Regions from separate parts of the Zea mays genome. Here regions 2 and 3 are each linked to region 1. The links are chromatin contacts, called in public Hi-C maps. All regions are on one chromosome and are shown on one strand. The core of a region is the stretch at or near the end of the contact, and the rest is flanking DNA. Distances in the headings are between cores, read along the strand shown. Region 1 holds the start of LOC100284102. Region 2 holds the start of LOC100281081 (potassium transporter 10). Region 3 holds the start of LOC103638764.

Region 1 (5,024 bases), core at 782-3,281:
GCTGGTTAAAGGCCCATTAAGGCCCAACAACTCATAGACGCATAGAACGTCCGCAGAACGGATAAAACATACAAACGCGCGTTCCGACGTTTAAACGTCGCTTAAACGTCCAAAACGGATGTTCTATACAGTTTTTTTTTTAAACGTACGGACGCTTTAACTCCTAATCACGTTTTAGCGCTTAAACGACGCTTAATCGTCGTTTAAACGACGCTTTAATAACCATGAGGCCAACTTCACATGAAGGTCACCAAAATAATGATAAGAAGGCGCCGCAAGCAGACTGCTGATGCTGAGTGATGAGTAGCACTGAGTAAATTGTTGATGCTGAGTGATATAAGCACTGAGTAAATTTTAAGATAGCATCTATGTTATGCCTTATTGTCAACCCTAAATAGCATATTAGAGAAGAACAATCTCATATTCTAACAAGATTGTTTTTGTCCAGTATTTCGAGATATCCATTGTGAACATTGTGCGACATGCTAGTTACATAACATACAAAAGACAATCATGATCAAAATCAAGTGCACCATTTGCATGAACTACTTAAAATTTGTAAACAATAATCAACTGCTAAACAGTCTTGGCATACTTCACTTGATAAGTTACTTTTCAAAGCACATCAAAACTGGTTCACGCCAATGGACTGGGATGACTAAATTGAGTTCCCAAGCACAGAAAACAAGCATTTACAATGTTGATTCTGTAATTACGTTGAATGCCAAACAAAGTATTAGCCCAGCAGTACAAATATGGTAGTAACTATACCCTCTGAAAAGCAAGGAAGAATTTGATTGAAACAAGATGTATGTACAAATTGTTAAGATAATTGTTCTTACCATTCAACTCTCGAGCACAAAAGCTAAATCCTGAAAAAATCAAGATCATAGAAGTATAATTCTACTGGCATGTAAACATCCTAGCGCCAATTCAATGAGTGAGGTTTCTAACTTCCGTGGAATGATGGAATTGCATCCAAGACATAGCACCAATCAGCCCTAGCTCAAACCTGCATCGGTGCACCCAACTGTGGTGTTGAACCACCAGCAGAATGGCGCCTCGTCCTCCGCTTCTCATACTCAGGGTCATCAGTAGGCAGCTCATACCGGCACACCGGGCACGTGTTCCGGATGGCAAGCCATGGACCAATGCACGCCCCGTGGTAGAAATGCCCACACGGCAGCCCAGTGGTGAGCTCCCCCTGTTCCATCCCTTCCTTGCAAACAGCGCACTCCTGCACAACCTCCTCGCCTCTGACGGCCACCACCTGGAGCCGCTCCACCACTGCAAGCGCCGCCGGCGGGGCGCCGCCCACTTCCACGACGTGCCCCGGCAGCACCTCGAACTCGTCCTCGTCCAGAGGCACCGGGAGCAGCTCCCACCCGACACCGCTCCGGAAGATGCCTTCAAGCTCCGTGTCGCCATCGCCGAAGTCAAACGGAGGCTCATCGGAGAAGATCGAGTCGTCGTCACCGCTGTCGATGCCCTCCATCACGCCCAGCATCTCCCGCTCGTCGAGGAACCCGAACACGTCGGCGTCGGCATCGGCGTCTCCTTCTAGTCCTTGTCCTCCCCCTCCGGCGCCGCCAGCGCCACCGCCGACGCCGAGGGCAGCGTCCGCGATCTCCTCCCACTCGAAGCTAGCGGCGTCATCGAGGCAGCCCCAGAAGGGCGGGGAGCAGGTCAGCGAGGGAGAGAGGTGGCGGAGGTCGGGGTCGGAGTCGAAGGAGATTGGGGACCCCGGGATGTGGGTTAGGGTTTCGGGATCAAACCCCGCGGAAAAGACGTCGCGTGGGCAGGCGAGATCCAACTCGATGGACTCGGAGAAGGAGACGTAGGAGAGGTCTCCGAAACCATCGTCCCCGACGTCGAGAAAGAGCTCGTCGCCGAAGTCCGCCATAGAAGGCGGCGGCACCCGGTTGTGGGGATGGGATTGGATGGGGTGGCGGTGGACTGGTGGTGCGTCCCGTCCGTTGCCGTGTGAGGCGCGGGCGTGGCGTCCCCGTCTCGTGTGTTGGTGTTGGATTTGGCCATTCCTCGCACCAGAAGACGCCTTCCTAAAGCGTTTACGTAAACTTTAAATACGCCTTCCAGTACCGTTTGCATTCACATGAACAAGTCAAATCGTCCGTCACATGCTCCCATCATGGGCCACCCGACCAACCCGACTCAATCCATCCGAAAAAATCTGACCCAACCCGATTCGACCAATGCAACGGGCTAGCATTCGCGCTTCCAATCCACACGTGAGAACTTAGAAAGCTCAACTGGGCTCAAGCACACTTTCGCAGACTGATCTGCTTAGACTTCGGGTGTTGGGGCTTAAAGGGAAACCACACAAAGCTCTGGTGATCCACTCTATTCTATAGTAACCTCCACCTTCTGGATGGATTCAAGTTAATACAGATAGATGCTCGAGAGGTCAGCCAAGACCGGAGGAATCTTTTGAAACTACACAGTGTACATAGATGCTTTGCGCTTTGGTTGGGTAGCGAATTCGCATATCAGGCTGTCGGCGTTTCGACCCCGGGGGTCTCTGGACCGACGAGTAAAATTGTCGCTGCGTGTCCTAGCCCAGATAGGTTGGCACGAGATGAAACACAAGGGGAGAAACGCGGCTCGTGTTATCCTGCGCCAGGGGGATGCGCTTGCAGTAGGGGTTACAAGCGTTCGCGAGAGAGAGGGTGAGCCTGCTCGTCGGCTCGTTCTCCCGCGCGACCCTCCCGCATGGAGGCCCTGGACCTTCCTTTTATAGATGCAAGGAGAGGGTCCAGGTGTACAATGGGGGTGTAGCTATGCGCTAACGTGCCCGGCAAAGAGGTGCATGAGCCCTGTGTACATGCCAACGTGGCTGTCGGAGGGGCGCTAAAGCCCTTTGTACGCGGTAACGTGGTCGTCGGAGGAGCGCTCGAGTCTTGTAGAAGCACAGCTGTCGGGGCTGCTGGGACCTTGCTGACGTCTCTTTGCTTCCGTAGGGGGTTGAGAACCGTCGTCGTCACGGACGCACGCGGGGAGCCATCATTACTCGATTACCGGGGCGAGCCAGATGGGACGCCGGTCTTGTTCCCCGTAGCCTGAGCTAGCTAGGGGTAGGGTAATGATGTATCCCCCATGGTGCGGTTGGTCCGAGCCCAAGATCGGGCGAGGCGGAGACTCCTCCTGAGGCCGAGGCCGGGGTCGAGCGAGGACGTGATTCTTCCCGAGGTCGAGGTAGAGGCCGAGCCCTGGGTCGGGCGAGGCGGAGACCACCTTCCGAGGTCGAGGTTGAGGCCGAGCCCTGGGGTCGGGCGAGGCGGAGTCCTCCTTCCGAGGCCGAGGTTGAGGGCGAGCCCTGTGGTCGGGCGAGGCGAAGACCATCTTTCGAGGCCGAGGCGGGGGCCGAGCCCTGGGGTCGGGCGAGGTGGAGACCTCCTCCTGAGGTCGAGGCCCAAGGTCGGGCGAGGCGGAGTTTCTTGTTGCGCCTGAGGCTGAGCTTAGCTGTTGTTAGCCTCACCCTGGCGGGTGGCACAGCAGTCGGAGAGGGGCGAGCGACGCTGTTTTCCTGTCAGGTCGGTCAGTGGAAGGACGAAGTGATTGCGGTCACTTCGACCTTGCCGACTGAGGCACGTGTGTCAGGATAAGGTGTCAGGCGATCCTCGCATTGAATGTGCCTGTGATACGGTCGGTTGGTGAGGCGATCTGGCCAAGGTTGCTTCACTGCGAAGCCTGCCCGAGCTGGGCTTCGGGCGAGTCGAGGGTGTGCCCGTTGCTTGAGGAGGCCCTCGGGCGAGGCGAGAAGTCATCTGCGACTACTGTTCCCGCCCGAGGCTGGGCTCGGGCGAGGCGAGATCGCGTCCCTTGAGTAGACGAAGCCTTGACCTGAATCGTGCCCATCAGTCTCTGCCGCTTGCGCTGATGGTGGTTACCAGCCGTGTTTAGGAGTGTTGGGGGTACCCCTAATTAAGGTACCCAATAGTAGCCCCCGAGCCTCGAAGGGAGTGTTGGTACTCGCTTGGAGGCTTTGTCGCATTTTTTGTGAGGGGACCGGTGAAAGGGTATTAGGCTTACACCTATTTTCCTAATTAATTTTGGTGGTTGAAATGCCCAACACAAATAATTGGACTAACTAGTTTGCTCTAGTCTATAAGTTCTACAGGTGCCAAATGTTCACAACAAGCCAATAAAAAGACAAAGAAAAGGGTTCAACAAAAAGAGCAAGGGATAACCAAAGTGTGCCCTGGTCTGGCGCACCGGACTGTCCGGTGTGCCACCGGACAGTGTCCGGTGCACCAGGGGACTCCAAGCTAAACTTCGCACCTTCGGGAACTCTCAGAGGCGATTCACTATAATTCACCGGACTGTCCGGTGTACCACCGGACAGTGTCCGGTGCCCCAAGGGAGAGCAACTCTGAACTCGCCACCTTCGGATTTCCGCTCCGCTAAAATTCACCGGACATGTCCGATGCACACCGGACTATCCGGTGAGCCAGCGGAGCAACGGCTACTTCGCGCGCAACGGTCGACTGCAACACATTAAATGCGCGCCTGCGCGCAGAGGTCAGAGCACGCGCGGGTGGCACACCGGACAGTCTACAGGACTTGTCCGGTGCGCCACCGGACAGCCAGGCGGGCCCACAAGACAGAGCTCCAACGGTCAAACCCTAACGGCCGGGTGACATGGCTGGCACACCGGACACTGTCCGGTGGCGCACCGGACTGTCCGGTGCGCCCGTCGACAGCAGCCTTCACCAAACGGCTAGTTTGGTGGTTGGGGTTATAAATACCCCCAACCACCCCACATTCAAGGAATCCAAGCTTTCCACCTTCCAACTACTTACAAGAGCTCTAGCATTCAATTCTAGACACACCCAAGTGATCAAATCCTCTCCCAATTCCACACAAGGCTTTAGCGATTAGTGAGAGAGAGATTTGTTGTGTTCTTTTTGAGCTCTTGCGCTTGGATTGCTTCTTTCTTTCATTCTTTCTTGCGAACAACTCAATTGTAACCGAGGCAAGAGACACCAATTGTGTGGTAGTCCTTG
Region 2 (5,024 bases), core at 1,031-3,530, 930 kb before region 1:
TACATGTAATACGGAGATAATGCTCGATATACAGTGGGTTCCCAGTGAATAATATTGTAAACACCAATAACGCTTATACATAGGAGCCATGTGACCACTACTGGAGCAAAAATGAAGCCAACCCGGTGTGTACCATAGTGTTGCAGTGCAAACAGGCAAACCAGTATGATACAGGCAATAGGAAGTTCCACATCTGCAGATTCACATTAGCAGAACTTCATACAGTTAGAAGGGACTTGGAACAGAACAGCACCTTATCGACACAAAAAGGAATCAGAATAAAGTAAAGTCATGCTTAACTTGACAAAGGAAAAAATTATTGATTTAAAAGTCAAGAATAAGGTCCTTTGCCTCACAATTTAGACCTTGACAAATGTGAACTTCTTTCAGCACAGGTGGCCCTTTTCCCAGGTTCCTGAATCTTACAACGTGGTACCATCTTTCTGCCATCCCACTTTCATATACTAAAACATAACATCAATTTGGGTAGCATATCTTACTTGAGAACCATTTTCCTTCCACTTTGACGAGTAGTTCAGTTTAAGACTGCTACCTACTATACCTTGAAACAAGTAAGTAGTTCCATGTATTGTAGCATGAATGCTGACCAAAAGTTCGATTTTGCTACACATAGAAACTGTCAGTATACATCACTACTAAAAGATCCATCATCTTTGATGATCTGTTCCTGTTCCTGGTCCCGGTTAAACAATTAAAGACCTTCCAGGATTAACTGTATACTACACCACATCTTTTGATTAAACAGAGAGATAACTCGAGGTGATTGTGTTCAACAGTTCACACCCTGCCATTACAACTTCTGCGAACCAAATTGTTCAGTTACATGGCATCTGATTTGACCACCTTTTCCTATGAGAAACTCCAAATACCACAAATCCACTCTTGCACACATCTCACAGTTAAGAAGTCGCTGAAACCAAGTCCGGAACACAATTGTATGATTGCATCAGGAAACTTTAAGGTGGACCCTGATGCATTTAACTAACAACTTGAATCGATGAACAGTACCTATAAAGCTACAAAGACAAATCTAGACTCAACAAATACAAAATCAATAGGAGGGCGATGATTGGATCCTTACACTTATGATGTTCCTTCTCCATGGACAGCTCCAGCCCGGAAACTGCAGAGAACACTGCAACAGCAGAGCAGCATGTCAGAATCAGAACTACACAGCACAGCAACACAGCCCAAACAAGTCGAGAGCAGCGGAGCCCATCAGCCATCAGGCAAGGCGAAAGGCGTTCGTTGACTCACTCACCGGAGATGGCCGGCGTGAGCACACCGTCGCCGATCACCATGCAGGTGCCCACCAGCGCCAGCACGAGCAGCACACGCTGCAGCACCTTGTGCCGCTCCAGCAGCCTCCTGACGCTGGCAGCAGCGCCCCCGCCCAGCGTCACTGCATTGCCGTTCTGCGCCGTAGCCTTCTTGGTGCCACCGTCGGCTCCGTCCAAGAACTGGTCCTCGTCCCCGGCGGCGGTTCGTCCTGGCGGGAGGAGCGCGGCGCGCGCGTGGCGGCAGAGGAGGGAGTAGAGCGCGAAGGTGCCTCCTTCGCCGTGGTCGTCGGCGCGGAGGACGACGCAGACGTACTTGAGGAGCGGGACGAGCGTGAGCGTCCAGAAGACGAAGGAGAGCACGCCGAGGATCTCCTCGTTGCTCTCCGTGTGCTGGATGTCCTCCGCGAACGCCGCCTTGTACACGTACAGCGGCGACGTGCTGAGGTCGCCGTAAACCACGCCAAGGCTCTGGTACGCCAGGCTCAGCGTCATCCGCCATGGCACCCCGTTCCGTCCTCCCCGCTTCTCCTCCTGCGGGCACAGCACAGCCACACAAACAAAAGAAATCAGCACATTTCAGGACCGGAACCCTCCAAGATCGCAAGAAAACCGACGGACAAGGGCATTCTGAGATTCAGGAGCCACGGCGACGGCGAACAAGAGCCGCCCGACAAGATTGGACCTTCGAAACACCAGGCAACCCCGGTCCACCATACCTCGTCATCGGGAGGAGTGCCCGGCAGCGGCGGCGATGGCGGCGCCTCGGGATCCATGACAGGAGGGCTCTTCATCGCGGCCTCCACCGCCCGGTAACTCCGGTCTGCTCTTGTAACCGAAGAGAAGAAGAGAGACACTTGAGGACTAGTGGGGAAGTTGGGATTAGGTGAAGGTGACGGCGTCGCACAGCGGCCTCACCCCGGTTCTTGGTTTCTCGGGCGTTAGGAATTTGAGCAGGAGGCGTGACAGGATGTGATTCGGTGAGTATATTTGAAGGCCCTGAGGTTTTTAAGGTGGTCAAAGCAACAAAACAGGGGCAAGCTACATTGGCGTGAGGGACAACCAGAAACCGCAGGGGCCAGGCCGCCAGGGGACGGAGGAAGCGGAAGGAAGGAGACGAGAAGTGGAGAACGCGGGAGAGAGAAATAGAGAATATAGGGGTGGCGAGTGGGACACAAAGGGCTAGTCCAAAAACCGGAGATAATTAGAGAGAATAAAATCTCTTTTTTAAGGTTAGTTTGACCATTTTATTTTTCTAAAGAATTTTTATTTTTAAAAATAAATTAGTTTATTTTTATTTTTAAAAATAAATTAGTTTATTTTTATTTTAATAAAATAAAAATCTCTTAAAAATAGGATTATCAAATTAGTTTTTATTTAAAATTAAATAAGCAGTAGATTTTAGCATCACCAATCTCGTTTGATTCTCTAGCTTCCCAACTACTCCGAAGAGAAGAGACGAAGGGATCATAAAAAAGAAGCGGAGAAAGTGGCGCTTTTCCCTTTTGCCAAAGGGCGTGTCTGGTTGCTTGGTGTGGCCCTCACGTCCTTATGCCAGAAGTCTTCTAAAATCTTACTCTGGTCTAATGAAAACTATTTAGATTTTCTCTTCTAAACTTTCAAGCTCTAATAATTATAAAGTGATTCTATCTCTAAAAGTTTTAAAGCACTTTAGTTTAGTTTTTAAGCTCTCTAATATAAGATAGACTAAAAATAAGAGGAAAATTTAGAGTTTAATGGGTACTAATTTTTAGTCCCTCTACTTTATTATATTTTTATCTTTAAATTGCCAAATAAGTAAACTAAAACTCTATTTTAATTTTCATATTTAGCAATTTAGGAACTAAAATATAATAAAATGTAGAGGTTAAAAATTAGTCCTTATAAACCAAACATCCCCTTAGATTGTTTGTATAGAGCTTTAATTAAAAACTTAAGTTTCGATTAGATAATATAAACAGACTTTAAATTACCATTTATCGGGCTATTTGCATAAAATTGGTTTCTATATCTTTTTGCTCTCTGATAGTTTTATATATCTTATTGTACTTTTCGTGTACTTTAGAGGATCATTTTTTTATTCTTGACAGGCACAGATCTGAAATAAAAGGCCAGTATATTTCGATAACCAAATAAAACTGTTAGAGAATATTTTTTTCACACAAATCTCTATTCATATCAATTATTCAAAAAGGATATAAAGAGTGGCTTGTAGTTGCTCTCATCTCTATCATTGCAAATACTGGATACCCCATCCTATACGTTATTATAGGTAACATTTATTATCTAAAACAGATGATAGCACCTTTAGATATAATATACAAAATAATAAAGAAGTGAAAATTATATAGTCAAGAAAAACCGTTTTTGTTGTTAATAAATTTCTACTCTTATAAAGCACCAGTTTTTCTGGTTTCCATTGCCTTCTATTTTATAAAAAATTTCTTATAGCGAATCAAATAGTAGGCCACTGATCATTAATAGCTCCAGGATCATTATAGAATATATAAAATGAGTAATAATCTTTTGTACGATTATCTAGTCATATTAAAGAATCAAACAGTTTTACTAAAGTTATATATGAAAAAAATGTGGGTCATGTCTTTTAAGTAAATTCTTTGTCCGCCAGTGTATGGAAGTTGGTCTATTCCTTTTTGAATTCGATATGGATCTATATATTTGAGTGGTGTTAAATGATAGTTGTAGCTTTCACATGACATGTATCGTTAAACGCAATAATGCATGGTGGAGATTTAGACAATTTTGTTTATTGCTAGAAGCTTCATGTGGGGCAGACGTTTCCACGGTAGATTATACTACCTTTAAAGTACATCGGCATGCGATCATTTTGCTATTAGTGCATCACAGTACGATTGGAACCTGTTATTTTATCATCAAAGGCGATGTTGCTCCGAGACACAGAGCATCCTATAGTTTGTTAAAAAAAATACTATTCTGACCAAATACTTCAATAGAAGAGATTTCCGAAAGAAAAAACCTGTAATATAGAAAGGGTTCTATGTAAAAAAAAGGTAAAAAACACCATAAAATTAAACTTTGCTTGATATTTCAATCTAGCAAGCATGTGTGAAAATTCCGTATCATTTCATTTATTCTCTTGATTTAACATGTTATTGTCTTATTAGGAATACATGTTTTAAGACGACATATTTTACTATTACTTATAGTCATCATATTATCATTGTTAGAAGAAAACGGTTGAGCAAAGCACGTTTTTCATGTAAATACCGTATAATTAAAATATAATTTTTTAAAAAAAACTTCAAAAATCTATAGAAGCAAGTTTTTCATAGAAATATTGTATAATTAAAGTATCAATTTTTAAAAAAAACTTTAAAAAATCTATAGACGTATTTTATTTTAATATATTAAATTTTAAGTTATAGTTGATGCTAAGAGATAAATAAAGAAAAATTTATCTAATACAAAGAATTAAAAAAATGATGATTTTTCTCTTTTATATCGTACTGCAAAATTTTAATGAAGCTGAGTTTTGCCGTCGATTGAACTTATATGTGCTTACGACACTCCTAGCCCTGAAGCTACCTACTGGTTTCAATAGCAAAAAACGCCACCAAGAAATCATCCTAAGAAACTATGTTTGGTTTGAGGTTAAAGTGGGATGGGACGGGGACGACACCGTCCCCTTGATTTTTTGATCACGCCGCCACTAAAAACTATTTTGGTGTTTACCTCGTTCACATG
Region 3 (5,024 bases), core at 1,849-4,348, 530 kb before region 1:
TATTACAAGAATACTGCCCATGACGTGATCCCTTGAAAAAAGCATCTGACCATCGCTCAGGTTTGATCTCCAAGAGCCAATCAGCAAGCTTGTCAGAACCACTTTTGATGAGCTCAATATACTGATTGAACTCATCAGCTGTGCATGAATTTATGGCCTTCTTAAGATGCTCAACCATCGAATCTTTTAGTTCCTCAGTCCATGCATCATCCAGTTGCATCTTAAATTCTTCAATAAGAGACTCCACACAGTAGCCATGATGACACTCTTGGAAAACTGAAGATAATACATCCCAAAGTCCATGTTCTCCATTCGATATGAATGTGATGGTTCGAGATGTGCCAAGTGAAGATTTTAGTTGCTCAAGAAACCAATGCCAATTTTCACGCGACTCGTCATCCACAACACCAAAAGCAACTGGAAACACATCACCTTCACCATCAACTGAAGCAGCAGCCAGTAGCTTCCAGTGCTTATTCGGCTTTGCAGTTATCGCTTCAAGAAAAAGGAGCGGCCTGCACCCATGCTCAAAACCATGGAGCGATGCATGGAATGCAACAAAAAAACGAAACTTTGAATCTTCCAAGGCCACTACAGTTGCCACACTTCCAGGGTTTGTCTCTACAATCCTTTCACAAAACCAAGGCAACTGACTGCAGGCCTCTTCGTGTGTACTATAAAGTTCCTTCTGAGCAATTGATCTTCCACGCCAAGCCTGTGAATAGTTCAGGCATAGTCCATACTCTCGTTGAAGATCATTTGCAATATCTCTTGGCCTGTAGTTTGGACTATCACGCAACTTTTCTTTTATGACACTAGCAACCCATCGTTGAGAAGCCAACCGATTGCTTTTGACTGTTTCAGATTCACAGGTGTGGCTTTCAGATATTTTCTTGACCATAAATTCTTTCTTTGCAGGGGACTTAGAAGCATGTATTCGCCATGGGCAACCTTCACCAGTACATTCAGCAGTCACACGAGATGAGTCATTCTTGATAAATCTATAATGGAATCTATGTGCAATGGCATACTTATGTAAGGCATCACGGAAATCCTTAGGTCCTTCAAACACTTGGCCAACTCCAGTTATCACATTCTTCCAACTTGCACAAACCTTTTGTCTCTTAGACCCATCCTGAGTTGTTGGGACAATCGCAAAGGCATCTGTGGGAGTGTCCAAGACAGCAACAATGTTCTTTGATCTGAAAAAAAAATGCCGCGTGTCATTCTGCAATTTACTAATGTGACCACAAGAAATTAGGACAGTAGACAAGTACCTGTTGTCAGCTTTCTTCATGACATAAATGTATGTCGAATCTGACTCCGCATGGAATTCAACCATGCGTCGTAGGTCCTTGTCATTGGAAATAGAGATCAAAGTTTTATCATTCTTTGGAAGGAAATACTTGAATGCAAACTGGTCAAGCTTCAGATTGTTAAGTGTTGACGATATCTCTTGCTTAAATGCACTAAAAGTCCAGTCACTTTGAACATGCATAGCATGTGCCTCTCCACCAGAATATGACATGTGTCCATCTTCATCGGTGTTGAATTCTCCACCTATTTGAAGAACAGCTAATATTTGTCCCTTCCCCATAAGTGTCTCCTTCCTACAAAGGGACAACAAGTTCAAGAATTAGGCTACTAACTGATTTCTTTGAGACACTCCATGTGTGTCTATTACACAAGGAAAAAGACAAATTCTGTAAAGGGGTAAATTAAATCAACTCAAACGAATGGAGGTGTAAAATGAACTAAAAACACTGTGGGGGGCTATGTGAAGTTGTGAACATTGTCCATAGGTGAGGGGAGTAATTTGTACTTTTTCCATTAATAATTTTAAAGTGATAACAAACATCTCCAATGGTTAAATGCAATGTTTAATAACAACCCAAACATCAGTAGTTCAGCAGTTCAGCTTCATAAATAGTTGTAGAAATATAGGATTTCATGTGCAAACAGAAGGTACTGCCCCTATGGAAATGACTAGATATCTAAGGTGTGATTGGTTTCATGCATGCAGTCAGAACAGGCTGGTTGGATGCAGCATGCAGGAGGTAGATGTTTGGTTCGACGGACGTCCACATGGGCAAGGATTTGTGGGTGCAAATTAGGCCAAGAAATGAAATGGGATTTTGTTTCTGGGGAGCCTAGCTCACGCAGTGCACGTCACATGTCTGCTGCTCTCTTGGCGCCTGCACAAGGCGAGTAGGGAGAGACCAACCAATCAAGCTATGCGATGAGATGGTATGGATGGAAACATGAACCAAAGAAGGTGCTCCTACATGCAGAGACCCTGGCTGCCACATGTCAGCCTGGCTACCTAGAAAGTAGAAACCAGAACTAATCACGCCCCTAGTGAGCGGACTGAATGGCAAAACTAGTAACTGGAGGATTCCAGGCTTTCCTCTGCCACAAGCAAACTTGAAATAAACTCGGTGTGGGAATAATAGCGATGTTTTGATTCATGTGCATTTTAAACATATCTTCCAGGATGAAATACAAGTGAAGAATTGAACTTGTTGCTTCTTTTCTCAAGGAGGCGCTCAGTGTACCATGATACATTACTTTGAGAAAGCAAGCGGCAGATAAGCGGGCACAGAAAAACCTAATCGAAGTTCTGGTTTTCAGTAGTACGGATCCGTGTGGCCGACTAGGATTAATGAAGCCGAATTCAAGAAGTCACGGACAAACCCCAGGAAGCACTTGACTCCCACAGAACAGGTGTATCGATTACCTGGGTCGCGGCGGGATCTGCTGGTCGAAAGCGCGGGGATCCTACCCTCTGGTGTCAGCGGCACGAAGGGAGGACACCCGGCAGCGGAACCGGCGGTAGGCGCCAAGCGTAGGCTCAACTACGACGAGAAGCTGCTCGACGCGCGCGAGCGGTGGGGGCGTGGCCAGCAACGGGGCTCCCGGTTCCGGCCGCCGCTGGTCTGACTCGGGGATAAGGCGGTCATGTGCCCGGGTGCGGCTTCCGATCTAGGGTTTGCGTGCGGGGTCCACGCGTCACACGCATCCCGCATTCCCCAATCCCCATCTCATCTCTCTCTTCTTTATCTATACTATTTGTACTGTCTATTAAGTCAATAATGTACACGGTTATTGTGCCTCCGTTAGGTTTAAAAACGGACGGATCAAATCCCACCCGACCTGTGGGGACAGATATCCCCGGGTCCACTAGAAGGCGAAAGGCCCTCGCGTGGGGCATCGGGCCAGTTACCTCGCAAGGCCATCCCTTCATGGGCAGGACAAAAACTACTAGCGTAATGGGCCGACATGAGAAGGTGACAGACACAGACTCAAGCTCAGGCATCCCGTCAAATCATGTGTTATCCAAAGATACCGTCCGACTTTCCCACGCGTGGCGCCCACAAATGTCGGCGCGGATTAGGGATGAATCGGCGATGTTTTCGGAAGAACAGTTCAGTCGGTTCACTATTATTTAGGAAATATGTGATCATGATGTAAGTATGGAGTGCCCTACGGTCGTGTATATAAGGCGCAGAGGGTACCACATCATTTTCATTCCCATCTACCTATCTCATTAGCTTCTCTCCATCCAGGAGACATCGCTTGTAACCCACCACATATAGATCCACACCAGGAAGTAGGGTATTACGCCTCTCCAAGCGGCCCGAATCTGCAGAAAATTGTTTGTCTCTCTCTTTCGTGCATCCAGCAAGAACCATTGAGTTACACTCAACAGCACTTTCCTACCCAAAAGCACCACAAGGGTAACCCTAGGTGTGTGGTCGGGCTCTAAACACCGACAGCTGGCGCGCCGGGTAGGGGGGTGTCGTTGATCCAAGCTAGCTCAATGGCCATCACCTCCAAGTGCAAGATCGCCCTTCGTCCCGAGACTATGTTCTGCTTTGGAACCATCTCATCCGTAGTAGATGAAGAGGAAACTCTGCACCGCATAGCAGATCCGCCGGAGAAGAAGCTTTCCTCGGAAATCCCGAGGAGAGCCAGAGCAGAATAGCGGGTGGTGCCACCACCCACATCTCAAGCGAAGATGACCTCTTACAAACCGAAGGCCGGAGCTCACCTACCCGAAAAACTCTGATGTCCACCTCGCCCACAAAGGAGTGGACACGGATCACTCGAAAGAAGGAAGCAAACATTCTGAGTTAGGGGACGAGAGCACGCTGAGCCGTCTTTCCGACACCTTCACCCTCAAAGGAGGACGGAAAGAAGAGCGCCATCGCGACGACTCCTTTCTACCCCGACGTCCTCTTCATCGGGGGAGATTAGAGTCATCACCCATCTCCGACGATGAGTCTACCATGCAAGGGGAAGAACCTACCCAGCGTGAAGCACGACAACGGAGGAACAGACGCCGGAACGTGCGACGACATTACGAAGCTAAGGAACGGGATCCAGCGCAGCCCGTATCCCGGGACGAAGCCTCAGAAGTAGGAGAATCTCCCAACGAGCGAGTACACCGGGAAAGGCGAAACTCTTGCCGCTGCGATCGTCGACAAGCTCAGGACCGAGAACGAGAGCAAGCCGAGCAAGGTGCAAGGCTGCGCCGAGAGAACCCTCTCTTTGCTCGGAACCTATACTCTGACTTCGCCCGTGCAATGGACACGCCGAGTGAAGTCGGAGGACTGCTGGCCTAGATAGCTGACGGCCTCCCGCGAACCCCACACGCGGAAGGCTACCGGCGGCTGCTTACTCGAACAGCTAATCACCTTCTGCCCATCGCTCATCCCCCGAGCGACCTACTCCACGCCATCAACAGTCGACGAGACGCGCGGAGCTCCATCAACGCTTCGCACGACCGACGGCACAAAAGTGAAATAAGGCGCCGGGAGGAGTATGACCGGGATCACGGCGTCCCGGCACGCAGTCGCGCCACCCGAGCTGAGTCGGCTGCAGCCTCGACTAGTGGCCTGTTCCGGGGACGGTTGAGACGATACACTACTGACTCCCCTCCCCGGGACCGACCTCACGAACGCCGACAGGAAGACACGTGCGGAGTCTCCGCGCTTACTCCACGTCTCCGGGCCATCCAGTGG

What was found. Hi-C and Micro-C count contacts between places; a contact is called where the count stands out from the background.
Region 2: a Hi-C map of ear shows a contact between it and region 1, with 2.2 times the contacts expected there. The contact joins the promoter of LOC100281081 here to the promoter of LOC100284102 in region 1. A contact is called at or near these places in 2 of 25 Hi-C or Micro-C datasets (bundle sheath and ear).
Region 3: a contact with region 1 is called in a Hi-C map of leaf, with 6 times the contacts expected there. The contact joins the promoter of LOC103638764 here to the promoter of LOC100284102 in region 1. A contact is called at or near these places in 2 of 25 Hi-C or Micro-C datasets (ear and leaf).

What each region holds. Positions count from the first base shown.
Region 1 is chr9:103,048,332-103,053,355 of Zm-B73-REFERENCE-NAM-5.0, reverse strand. LOC100284102 reads right to left here and starts at 2,031. Exons shown (of 1, transcript NM_001157000.2): 1 at 776-2,031. The coding sequence starts at 1,903. The coding sequence ends at 1,007.
Region 2 is chr9:103,978,504-103,983,527 of Zm-B73-REFERENCE-NAM-5.0, reverse strand. LOC100281081 (potassium transporter 10) reads right to left here and starts at 2,280. Exons shown (of 9, transcript NM_001154000.2): 1 at 2,018-2,280; 2 at 1,283-1,832; 3 at 1,103-1,156; 4 at 1-193. The coding sequence starts at 2,092.
Region 3 is chr9:103,576,418-103,581,441 of Zm-B73-REFERENCE-NAM-5.0, reverse strand. It overlaps LOC103638764, which reads right to left and starts at 3,098. Exons shown (of 3, transcript XM_008661583.4): 1 at 2,738-3,098; 2 at 1,278-1,610; 3 at 1-1,202. The coding sequence starts at 1,597.